Linked DNA regions of Triticum aestivum: region 2 is linked to region 1. The links are chromatin contacts, called in public Hi-C maps. All regions are on one chromosome and are shown on one strand. Each heading gives the region's core, a stretch centred on a gene start, on an enhancer-like site or on the middle of the called end of the contact. The rest is flanking DNA. Distances are from core to core; before and after follow the strand shown. Region 1 holds the start of LOC123044360 (LOB domain-containing protein 37). Region 2 holds the start of LOC123044361 (queuosine salvage protein).

Region 1 (5,679 bases), core at 2,512-5,011:
AGGCATGATTCTAGGTTCAGATCCATAATCCACGTTACATGTTTTAATATGTGACAGAGCCAAAATAAAGACATGTTGCATACTTCCATAGCTCTGTATCTACGCACACCACCACCATCCTTCCTTCAACCTGGTGAAAGGGACCATTATGAAAGGTCTTCCCATGGACGAAACATAATGCTTTGAGGTCTCCGTTAGTCCTCATATCAAAGATCGACAAGGGAGGGGTAATAACTGTTGTCACCGGGGTACCTCCGCCTCCCTGTGTCCCAGTGATAGTAACATATGTCATGTCCATTAAGGAAAATTTTGTGAGGTTGACTTCACCAAAAATCACAACGAATAGTTAACAAAGACATATAAAGAGAATATTACATCTTATCTGAGTTCAGCTCATACACATACTAGGGTTTCATCATATCCCCGAGAACTAGGATTCTACTCAGATATAAAGACAATGGACATCATCATGGTGTTCATGGCAATAACATATGAATGATTAATATAACACACATATATGAATCTACACTAGGATTTGGTATTCGATGAGATGAATGGAGGGGGTCGATGTCGATGATGTGGATGATGATCATGATGGTGGTGATGATGGTCGTAGTCTCCTAGATTGAGGCTTCATTTTTACCGGCTAGGAATAGATAATTAATTGAAAAATAATTACATACATTAACGGGTACGCTACGAATTCGAGACATCGGATCGTGAGTTATTGCCGACTCGAGAATGGGCCTAACCCCACCCCTCCCTACCCGACCTCCTATATATTGAAGGTGTCGGCAACCCTAGTCGCCACCTAGATCAGATCACATCTTCTCTGCGTGCTCATGCACAGCCCGCCGTCGTTCGTCACACTGCTGCTACTTCCGGTTGTACGGGAGAGAGGCTTCCGAAACACCAGCCTTTCTTATCTTGTACCAGGAGAAGGAACGGTTAATTAAAGAAAATACACACCATCTTTCACACGTGCCAAACCAAATAACAAACAAAATTTATGAAATCTCAACAATACCAAGCGAAGCGCACTCGGCACTTCTAGTACTTGTTGAAGTTTTACTCACGTTAAAGTTCCTACAAAGGAATTGAGACATCAATTTTCCTTTTGTGGGACACATCCTTCCATAGAATTTGATAACCACACAATACGATGCTCCAAAGGTTCCTTAGATTTATTTTATTTTTTTGCCTCAAGGATTCAAATTTCCAATTTTTCGATGAAAAATTCTACAGTTCAAAGAGACCTTGGAATTAAGGACACGAGACATAAACAATAAATATACTTGGAAAACAACATTATGCACAGATTTTATTTGGCAGAAAAGTTATTTACCATTGTGACATTTATTTCTGTTGCCATTTGTACCGTAGCATGGAGTTGCGCAGGAGAAGACCACCTCCCCTCCGCTGTATTTTGGCAGCTGCTCTACGACGAACACTCGTGAGTGATGTCTGATGAGAATCGTAGTGATAACCTCCTCTCTACTGAAGATGCTCTGCAACGAAGTCTCACGAGTCACGAGACCAGTGACAATCACCGTCGATCCATGCCAAACCCTCTACACGTTGACATGCGGTCTCAAATTAACTGCTCGCGGGTCGACGCACTCGGTTTCTTCCAGCAGAAAAGCGGAAAAAAAATTATTCGGCCAGGATAAGATTTCGGTGAAGCGGCTAAACGCCAACGTTACCGGCGACGGAAGCCGCGTCCCGCAGCTGGTGGATGGCGACCTGACCTGATTCCGATCGCGTTGCCGAGACGACGGGAAACCGGAGCGTTTGTGAGGAAGGCACGAACCGGCGCGACACGGCCAAGTGCGACCGAAACAGAAAGCCAAGATGCCTTTGCCAACTTGCACCACTCCGTGTGCCACTGCACTCTGGCTGGACTGCTGACATGCGGCGCGGTGCGGCGACGAGAAAAGGTTTGCACCAGCCAAAAAGGCGGAAGGCATCCTAGGTTCACTGTTCCTGGACCTCACACGAATTTGTGCGTGCTGGTGATAATATGCGACGACGGGCCATAGGCTAGGCACAATTATTTCATTTATTCTTGGTTATAGCTTTCGCAAGGTATCCCGTCAAGATTTTTTTTTGAGATAATGCACGCCCACTTTTTTGTAGGAACGGGCGGCCGGGCTGGTTACTTACATGTGTGTCTTTTTTTGTCAGCTAGTGAATGTTTTTTGTTAGCATTAAATGCGTACGGACTAGTCCTGGAAACAGATTCACGCACATTTATTTTGGCCACTTTAATTTTTAAAAAGTCGTATCTTTTAAACCACACGTCGGAATTCAGATCCGTCTTCACCGTTGGATTCATCGCGACGAGATCTTCGAAACTAGATCCCGCATGGATATGTTTCGACGAAATTTTTTTGTTGCCAACTTTGGCGCTGTATTGTGCAACTTCAGTACTGCTTTGTGCAACTTTAGTACTGCATGGTGCAATTTTTTTCAAACCCAGTTTTTTGAAACTGCATCCTCAATAGTTGTCGTTGCACACATAGTAGTCCTAGTTGGCACATACATGGCCACATAGTTGCATAATCTGGTCCGCATAGTCGCATATGAATTATCATAGCTTGTAATGTAGTCTAGTTGCACACACATTGATGTTTAGTTGGCTTGTAACGTAGTCTAGTTGCGCACACATTGATGTTTAGTTGGCAGGAAGACTAGTTGCACACACATATGCTTAGTTGGCTTGTAATATAATCTAGTTGCACACACATTGATGTTTAGTTGGCAGGACACTAGTTGCACACGCATTAATATTTAGTTGGCATGACTAGTTACACACACATATACTCAGTTGGCACGGCAATGTAGTCTAGTTGCATAATGCAGTACTATAGTTGCACCATATAGCACCAAAGTTAGCATCAAAAAAAATTCGTCGAAACATACCCATATGGGATCTAGTTTCGAAGATCTCGTCGCGACGAACCCAAAGGTGAAAACGGATCTGAATTCCAACATGTGGTTTAAAAGATATGACTTTTTAAAGATTTAAGAGACGAAAATAAATGTGTTTCACGGACCAGTCTGTACGCATTTGCTATACGCATTTAATGCTAATAAAAACATCCATTAACTAACAGAAAAAGACACACAATAGATAATTGCTATTTATAAATTATTAGAGGACCAAAACTTGTAATTTTGGGCCGGCCGCTCGCAAAGTATAGTGAGCAGCCGGCCGCTCGCTAGACCGGTCCAAAATATATATGCACACATAATCGTACAACAAATGAGCCCCTTGGCTTTGCGACTGCTCGGTCCAATGGCCTTGATGCTGCACCGGCGAGTGATTCGGCACACCAAAAGCGGTGGAGGGTCCATGCGCCGGATGCATGGAGCGATTTATTTTTGTGAGAAAGCTTGTGTGCATGGAGCACTTGCCGAGGGAGGTCACAAGGTTCCAAAACGCAGGACGTACCGGACGTACGTGGGCAGCCCAAGGTGCGGATCCACGCACACCGCAAAAGCGCGGAAAAAGAGTGGCGGAAAAACACACGAAAGCAGCCCGGACGGGGCGAACGCGAGGCGCACCACCCGAGCCGGCGGCCCCCACCCGCTGTCCAATCCCTCGATCCGACGGCCCGCGCTCGCACCGACCGGCCGCGGAGACACGGAGCCGCCCCCGCACCCCTGGAGCCTGGAACCTCTTCCGCTTTACCTCAGCACGCGCGCCAGTTAACCCATCACGGTCACCCGACCGGCCCGGCCCTGGTTAGCGCCCGGTTACCTCCCCACCCCTCCCTCCCTCCTCGCCTGGTTATATACACCGCCCCTGCGTGGCCGTGGGCGAGGTCGGCTTCTTGATCGGGGTTGGCTGGCTGTTGTATGAGAGGGAGTGAGCGGGCGGCGGTGTCAGCGTCAACGTCGGGGATGAGCTGCAACGGGTGCCGCGTGCTGCGCAAGGGGTGCAACGAGGCCTGCGTGCTGCGCCCGTGCCTGCTCTGGATCGAGGCAGCCGACGCGCAGGGCCACGCCACCCTCTTCGCCGCCAAGTTCTTCGGCCGCGCCGGCCTCATGTCCTTCCTCACCGCTGTCCCCGAGCAGCAGCGCCCAGGTACGTACGGACGGACGGGAGATCGATGGTCTTCTTGGCACGACTATGCATCGGCAGTACAGAATATGTGTTGACCTTTTTTGGCTGAAGTTTGCATGCTGTTTGCTGTGGATTGCAGCCGTGTTCCAGTCGCTGCTGTACGAGGCGGCGGGGCGAACGATCAACCCGGTGAGCGGCGCGGTGGGGCTGCTCTGGGCGGGAAGCTGGCACCTGTGCGAGGCGGCGGTCCAGACCGTGCTCCGGGGCGGCGCCATCCGCCCGCTGCCGGAGCTCGCGGGCGGCGTCCCGGAAGGCGGAGTCGGTGGAAGCGATCTGTTCGCCTCCTCTTCCAGGCGGGCCGTGGTGGGGTGCTCCACGTATTCGGCGGCGAAGCGGGTGACGCCGAGGAAGACATGGGCGCCGGAGGCAGCGTCCCACCACCAGGAGCCCTCGTGCGACCTGGGGCTTTTCCTCACCCCCGGATCGGCCGCGGCGGCGGAGGGGGAGCGACGGGCGAGGCGGGCCGGCACGCCGTCGATGAGCTCCGACGGCTCCGTGACCACGAGCGCTGGCGCAGGCGCCGGCGGCGAGAAGGAGCCGGAGCTGCTGAATCTTTTTGTTTAAATGAAGCTAGTTATTAATCTGCGCGTTCATTTACCGTAGTAGTACCGCGCGATCGATCAGTCGATCGACGCGCTGCTCGCTCGCTGGAGCTGGAACCAGCTGAACTTTTTGGTAGCCTATCGTCCCACCGGCGACGCGCCCCTTGATTCTTTTTTGGGCGTGCATGAACCGCCGGCTTGGTGTGACACGGAGATGACTAGATGAGACCGCCCCGGCCGGCTTTGTTCCTTGTCTACTCCGATAATAGTACCGCTGCTTTCTTAGCACCACCACTACTACTACAAAGATGGTTAAATAAGTAAGAGTACACTAAAGCTCTCTGATCTTATCCGGGGCGTGATTAGCGTTTGCCCAGCGAGTGCGTGTGCTAAGACGCCATTGCTCCTGCAGGCTACAGTACTCTCCCGATTGTGTTTCTTTTTTTGAGATCTGCTCTTCCGTGTTTTTGTGAACTGGTCGTATGATTGATCGGTCAATGTTTCACGCCACCGCAAAATCCAAGCGGCCGTACAGCTTGTGATGCAGCATGTGGGGCTGCTGAGATAGTACTAGAGCGAGCGGTTCAGCTTTGCGGAGGGGCTACAGCCGTACCGTGGCGCCGCGTTTCGGGGTGGGGGCGCGTGACGACCCGAACGCGACCGCAGGCCCCTGCGACGCGGCGTTCTTCTGCCGCGCAGATGTGTCGCGGCTTTGGGAGTTCAACCCGTTTGCCGGCACGGCCAAAACGTCCAATTTCCATTTGTTTCGGGCAGAACGTCCGATTCATTGTGCAGTGGCCGTGCTACAGCGCAGCGTAGCTTTGTGCGTGCACATGCATCAGCATATACTCCCTCCGTTCCTAAATATAAGTCTTTATAGAGATTTCACTATGGGCCACGTACAAATGTATATAGATGCATTTTAGAGTGTAGTTCATTCACTTTACTTCGTATGTGGTCCATAGTGAAATGTCTTCAAAGACTTATATTTAGGAACGGAGGAAGTAT
Region 2 (5,703 bases), core at 194-2,693, 620 kb before region 1:
AATATTCAGAATTCCAACCATTTTTTACACGCTATGAAATATGTTTCGGTTTTTTAAAATTCTGTCAAAATTTTAAATAATGTTTTTAAAAAATGTTTCTGATTGTTGGCTGAGGACTTGACTGGGCCGGCCCACCAAACATGAAGCGAGTTTTTTTTCTTAACACTTGATGTAAAAATTCTTTCTTTCTTTTACTTAATGCAAGCATAATAATTCCAAATAAAAAACAACTATTGTGGAGTCGAACTTTGAACATGGCAGGGTTGACCTCGTTCCGCTAGCTACTCCAGACGACTATGACTGACATTATTAGAGGCCTGAGATATTTAATCAAAAACCAAAGCGTCGAACTTCGAAAACACTTTTTAGGGGCAAACAAGTATTGAAACATAAAAAAAATTCTGAAACCTGAACAAAATTTTAAAGTGTGAACACTTTTTGAAACATATATATTTTATGAAACCTGAAAATATTTGTGACATCTAAAAAATATCACAAGTTTGAAAAAATTTACGGGCCAATTCAAACAAATGTTTATGCAATGTATAATAATATTCGTGTCATTCAAAAAATGTTTTGTACATTCAAAACGATGTTACATTCAAGAATATTCACGAGTTTCAAAAAATGTGTTTGTGACATTTTCAAAAAAAATGTGTGTACAATGTAAAAAAATGTTTGCATGTCGTAAAAAAATGTGTTCCTTAACAGAATATACGTGGCATGTGTTTGAAAAAAGTGTATACAAATTTGAAAATGTTGAAACATGTAAAAGAGTGTTTGTGTAGTTTTATAAAATGTTTATTGTCATTAAGAAAATGTAAAACATGTATTTGGAAAAATATTACAATGTATTCAAAAAAGTTTTGAAAACATGTAATTTAGAAATGTACATAATGTATTGGAAAATATCAAAAGTTTATCAAACAATATCTAATATGTGCGTTAAAATGTACATTGGGTACTAAGAAAAATTAGACTTGTGTAAAGAAGAAAAAAAGAAAAGAAAATGAAAAAGAAAAAAAACAAAGAAAAAACAGTGCAGTACGCGCGCGAGCGCCTGCGCTAATGGGCCAGCCCAATTCAGCAAATACCGGCTAAGTCATCTCGAGGTTCAAAATAGACCGGGATTAGAGAGTTTGGTGTGCTAATTTCTGGGATTGAGAGTTCAGAGTTTGATTTAGCTTTCGCATACAAATTCAAGGTTTGTTTTGGACTTTTGCATTCGTCTCTATAGGCCTAGAGCAGAGGAGAAAGAAGGGCAATCCAGTCATTTCAGCAGTTCATGAGGTGGGTCAAACTCAGCGGAGCACGCCAGCACAGCCGGGTCGTCGTGCGTGCCTCGCGCCCCACTGCGCAATTCCTCGTGTTCTGCCAGGCGGGAGTTCTCCGAGGCACTTGGAGGCCCACATCGAGAGGGCAGCAAGAGGCCAACCAAAACCCCCCTCCGGAGGAAAAATACTAAAACCCGCGTCGCCCTCGCGGTCACGGGCCACACCACCACTCCCCCCGCCGTCACGGTTTCCGCCCGCTACCCACCCCTAAATCCTCCCGACTCGCCATTGTCCCGACCTCCCCCGCGGCCTTATCCTATTCCTATTCGCCCCGCCGCCATGGAGGCCGTGCGCGCGTCGGCGGCCTGGGTGGCCAGCCGCTCCTCCCACGTCAAGGTCGACATGCTAGGTATCCGTTTCCCGAATGATACTAGGATTTTTCCGACCAGGGAGGGGAGTATCGTCTTCATAGGGATATTTTTTCTGGAACGGTACTAGGATTTCTTAGGCCACGCAGTATCATCTTCACAGGCTTCGCTGTTCCTCTGGGTTAGCTATTAGTCGATTGTATTTCTAAGCAGTATCGGATTGACCCTGCAAGAAACCAGAGTTGATTTTCATGTTCTAGGATTGGACTTCAATGTTCAGGTTGGGGATTCCTGTTCTCTTACATGTTGTTTTGGTTAGCTTTCACCATTTTCTTATGAAAGAACAACTTGATGGAATACGTATTTTTGCTTTTTCTTTTATATGTTTATATCAATGTTCATCCTTCCTTCGTTTTGTGACAAATCTCCCAAGTGAAGTTATAAGTTATGTTCCTCTTCCCCGTTTGTTCGTTTCACAGAGATTGAGAAGGCCGTGGATAAAATTCAGGGAAATGTTCCAAAAGTTGAGTGGGATTTTGAAGGAATTCATTACTTTGACAATGGACCGCTCACTGTGCAGTACCTCTTCGTCTTGGACGCACTGAACTTTTGCTTCTGGCCAGGTATTAGTTCAGCCAGGAACGTACCGTGTTTTGAACATGTAGAAATTACTAGTGAGGTATTGCCCTTGTCTTATGAGTAGTATTTTTCTTAAGGAGTTCTGAAAAATATTAGCACTAACAGACATCAGACATTGCCACTCTATGTTTGCATTTCTTTTGCTCCTGTATAAAATATTCGTGTGTTGTTGCTCCTGTATAGCATAACACGTGGTTAGGGGAGAGGAGGGACGGTTTATTTTTCTTTGCTTACTTGTTGACAATGTTTAGGGATATTAAAACATTTGGTTGTGCAGCCAGTATTCTTCTTCTCATGACTTCAGGCTTTTTAGATTTTCAGAGTGCCGAAATCAATTTCGTGTTGCCTGAAAACAATGCACTAGTGCTTACACCACAAGGAACTTATGGATATTTCTAATTTAGTATATTTTTTGTTAGTAGCTATATGTGAGTTTCCTGGATCAACAACCTTCTATGTTGGTTGCTACGTTGCCAACAAGTGGCTAGGGGAGAGGAGTGGCGGTTTATTTTTCTCTCTTTACTTGACAATTATTATGGGTATTAAGATGTTCAGGCGTGCAGAATTCCTCTTCTCGTCACTTTAGTTTTTTTTTTAGACAATACACTAGTGCTTATACACCACAAGGAACTTCTGGATACTAGTTAATTGCCTGTGTTTTGCAATGGGGGCATCAATATTCTAGTGATCCTCCAGTACAACGCTTGGTGATATTTTCCATAATTAACGTGATCCTCCCGTTCAAAGAATGATACTCTTCATAATTAACGTGATTCTCACATCCAATGCTTGATGATACTTTCCATAATTAACGCGATCCTCCCGTCCAAAGACTGATACTCTCCACAATTAACATGATCCTCCCGTCCAAAGAATTATACTCTCCATAATTAATGTGGAACCAACAAACATACGAAACCAAACCAAACCACGATGTACCATCACGAGTTCACGACTGCAAACTCCCTTTTAACAGTAGAGATTTCTACCTTAAGTATTTCTTGTTAGTAGCTACACATGATTTTCCTTGGATCGACAACCTTTTATGTTGGTTGCTATTTTGCCAACAAGTGGCTAGGGGAGAGGAGTGGTGATATATTTTTCTCTCTTTACTTGTTGACAATGACTAGGGCTATTCAGAGAATGTATCTTTCCATTAATTATTTTTTGGCCGCGACTATCTAGCCCTAGGTAATAGATATTTCTCTTTGCTGTTCTTCACTATATTACTGAGCTTATTTTAACAAAATCCTTTGAGTTTTCTTCTGCTATATTTCAGTTATTACCTTTGTTTGCAAATTACAGTGCATCTTGATTTTGTTACACTCCACATTGTTACTTTTGTGTAGCTCAAAATATAATGTGCACAAGCTTTTATTCTACCTGATGTTCCTTAGTTTCTCTACTGGGTTTAGTTGGATTTAACTGCCATTGACTTCTCTGGACCACTCATTTTATTTGGATAAATGCCTTTCCTTTGTGTTATAATTACAATGTATTTTACTATACTAATGATATTCCTTAATCGAATAGACAAGGACTTGACCTATGACAATTTGGCTTCTGGACTCAAGTTAGCATTAGAGAAAGATAAGTCAGCACTTGATGCAGATCGTCTGAAGAATTATACTGGTACAGTTTCCCTGTTTTTGTGCAAAAGAAGCTATAACTCCCAGTAATTCCCACTAATTGGAAGAAAATGCAACTTTTGGAATGTAGGACCGCAACTTCGAGAACTGCTGAATTGGCCACGCCCACTGCCAATTGAGGAGGAAAGAGTCCGCCTTCTTCATGAGGTACTACCCTGTGTTGCTTATTCAGTATATTGAGGTGTTGAACTTTAAAATTTTCCCACTGTGTTCTGCTCAATTGCTCATATTATTTGAATACTTTGTCACTTAACAACTACAAAGTCACACCCATCTTCTTCAGTGCAATTGGGTATAGCTATCCACTTTTACTTCAAATATGCTCTGATTATATTCCATCAGAACTATCATGTTAATGTCGACATTCAAAAAACTTTCTTGCCAACTGATCTCAATTTGGTTCTGAAGCATTTATTTGTTCTGGTGCTTTAATTCAGGTTGGTCTGGAGCTTGAAAGAAGCTTTGGCAGCGAGGCTGCTAATCTTGTGAAGTCTGCTGGAAACTCTGCTGCATCTCTGATTGAACTGATTACCCGTCACTTTCCTGGTAAATCTGCCACCGCACTTGTCTTCCACTTAATCTTGATAGCATCATTATTTTAGAGGAAAGGTGTCGTCTGTGCCGGTTCCATTTTTCATTTAATGGAACCAAGTTCGAACATGGCAGCGCTCAAGATAGACCAGAGTAGCCGTCCAGATAGCGGAGATAGCATCATTTTCATCTGTCCTGTTTTAGTTAGGCCAGATGGCTAAGCTGTATTTCTCCAGCTATATTGGAGAACAGGAACTCAATGGTGTACAATCTTTTCGTTGGCTCCTGTTTAGTCTGTTGTTGTAGTCAAATAGCTGCTTCTGCAGATACATTTTACTATCTTGGAGACCTTGGTCCTTTTCCTTGTCCCCTTTTTCCTTGTCCCCTGTCTAGTCATTGGATCATTTGTCAAATGGGCCAATTAGATGTGGGCAGAAACAATGAGAGAAATGCAGAACTTGCCTAGGTGGCTAGGACCACTTGATATGCATAATGGGCTGGGCCATGGACATCCACATAGGACCACAAGATATGGATGATCTTTACGTGGCTACAGCTTACACCTCAGTTAGCTTGCATCCTAGATGTCCCTACTTTTGGATTTGGATGTTTGTTGATTGAGAATACTGAGCATTATTCTTTTTCTTTTCTACTCAGTGGTTAGATCATTGAACTTATGAGACAATTTTCTGTAGCATGAAGTAGCTATCTGCTCAGACACGCCTTTAACTCTTGCCAGTTGGCCTCATTTCGTTCTGTGAACATGCTCGAGGGAAACTTCACCAGAGCAGATGCACTTTGGCTCCTTTTGGTTTTACTTGCAAATACAACATTGTATACTGTGCGTATGCGCTCCCACCCCAACCCCTAAAGATCATGCTAAATAGCAAATGGCCAGACACAATTTGGTTCATCTGTACATCCTAATATTATTTTGTACATGTGTGAGTCATTCAACCGAAGGGGAGCCTTGGCGCAGTGGTAAAGCTGCTGCCTTGTGACCATGAGGTCATGGGTTCAAGTCCTGGAAACAGCCTCTTACAGAAATGTAGGGAAAGGCTGCGTACTATAGACCCAAAGTGGTCGGACCCTTCCCTGGACCCTGCGCAAGCGGGAGCTACATGCACCAGGTTGCCCTTTTTTTTTTTGTGAGTCATTCAACCAATATCATGTGTAATTATGGTGATACTGATAGATGATAGCCACTGTTATCCAAGTCCTGACTGGTGATATATTTTACTT

The links. Hi-C and Micro-C count contacts between places; a contact is called where the count stands out from the background.
Region 2: a contact with region 1 is called in a Hi-C map of leaf, with 3 times the contacts expected there. The contact joins the promoter of LOC123044361 here to the promoter of LOC123044360 in region 1. A contact is called at or near these places in 2 of 5 Hi-C or Micro-C datasets (both in leaf).

The regions. Positions count from the first base shown.
Region 1 is chr2B:204,640,834-204,646,512 of IWGSC CS RefSeq v2.1, reverse strand. LOC123044360 (LOB domain-containing protein 37) reads left to right here and starts at 3,761. Exons shown (of 2, transcript XM_044467084.1): 1 at 3,761-4,090; 2 at 4,209-4,991. The coding sequence starts at 3,862. The coding sequence ends at 4,693.
Region 2 is chr2B:205,255,150-205,260,852 of IWGSC CS RefSeq v2.1, reverse strand. It overlaps LOC123044361 (queuosine salvage protein), which reads left to right and starts at 1,443. Exons shown (of 7, transcript XM_044467085.1): 1 at 1,443-1,683; 2 at 2,122-2,265; 3 at 3,815-3,913; 4 at 4,001-4,077; 5 at 4,368-4,476. The coding sequence starts at 1,614.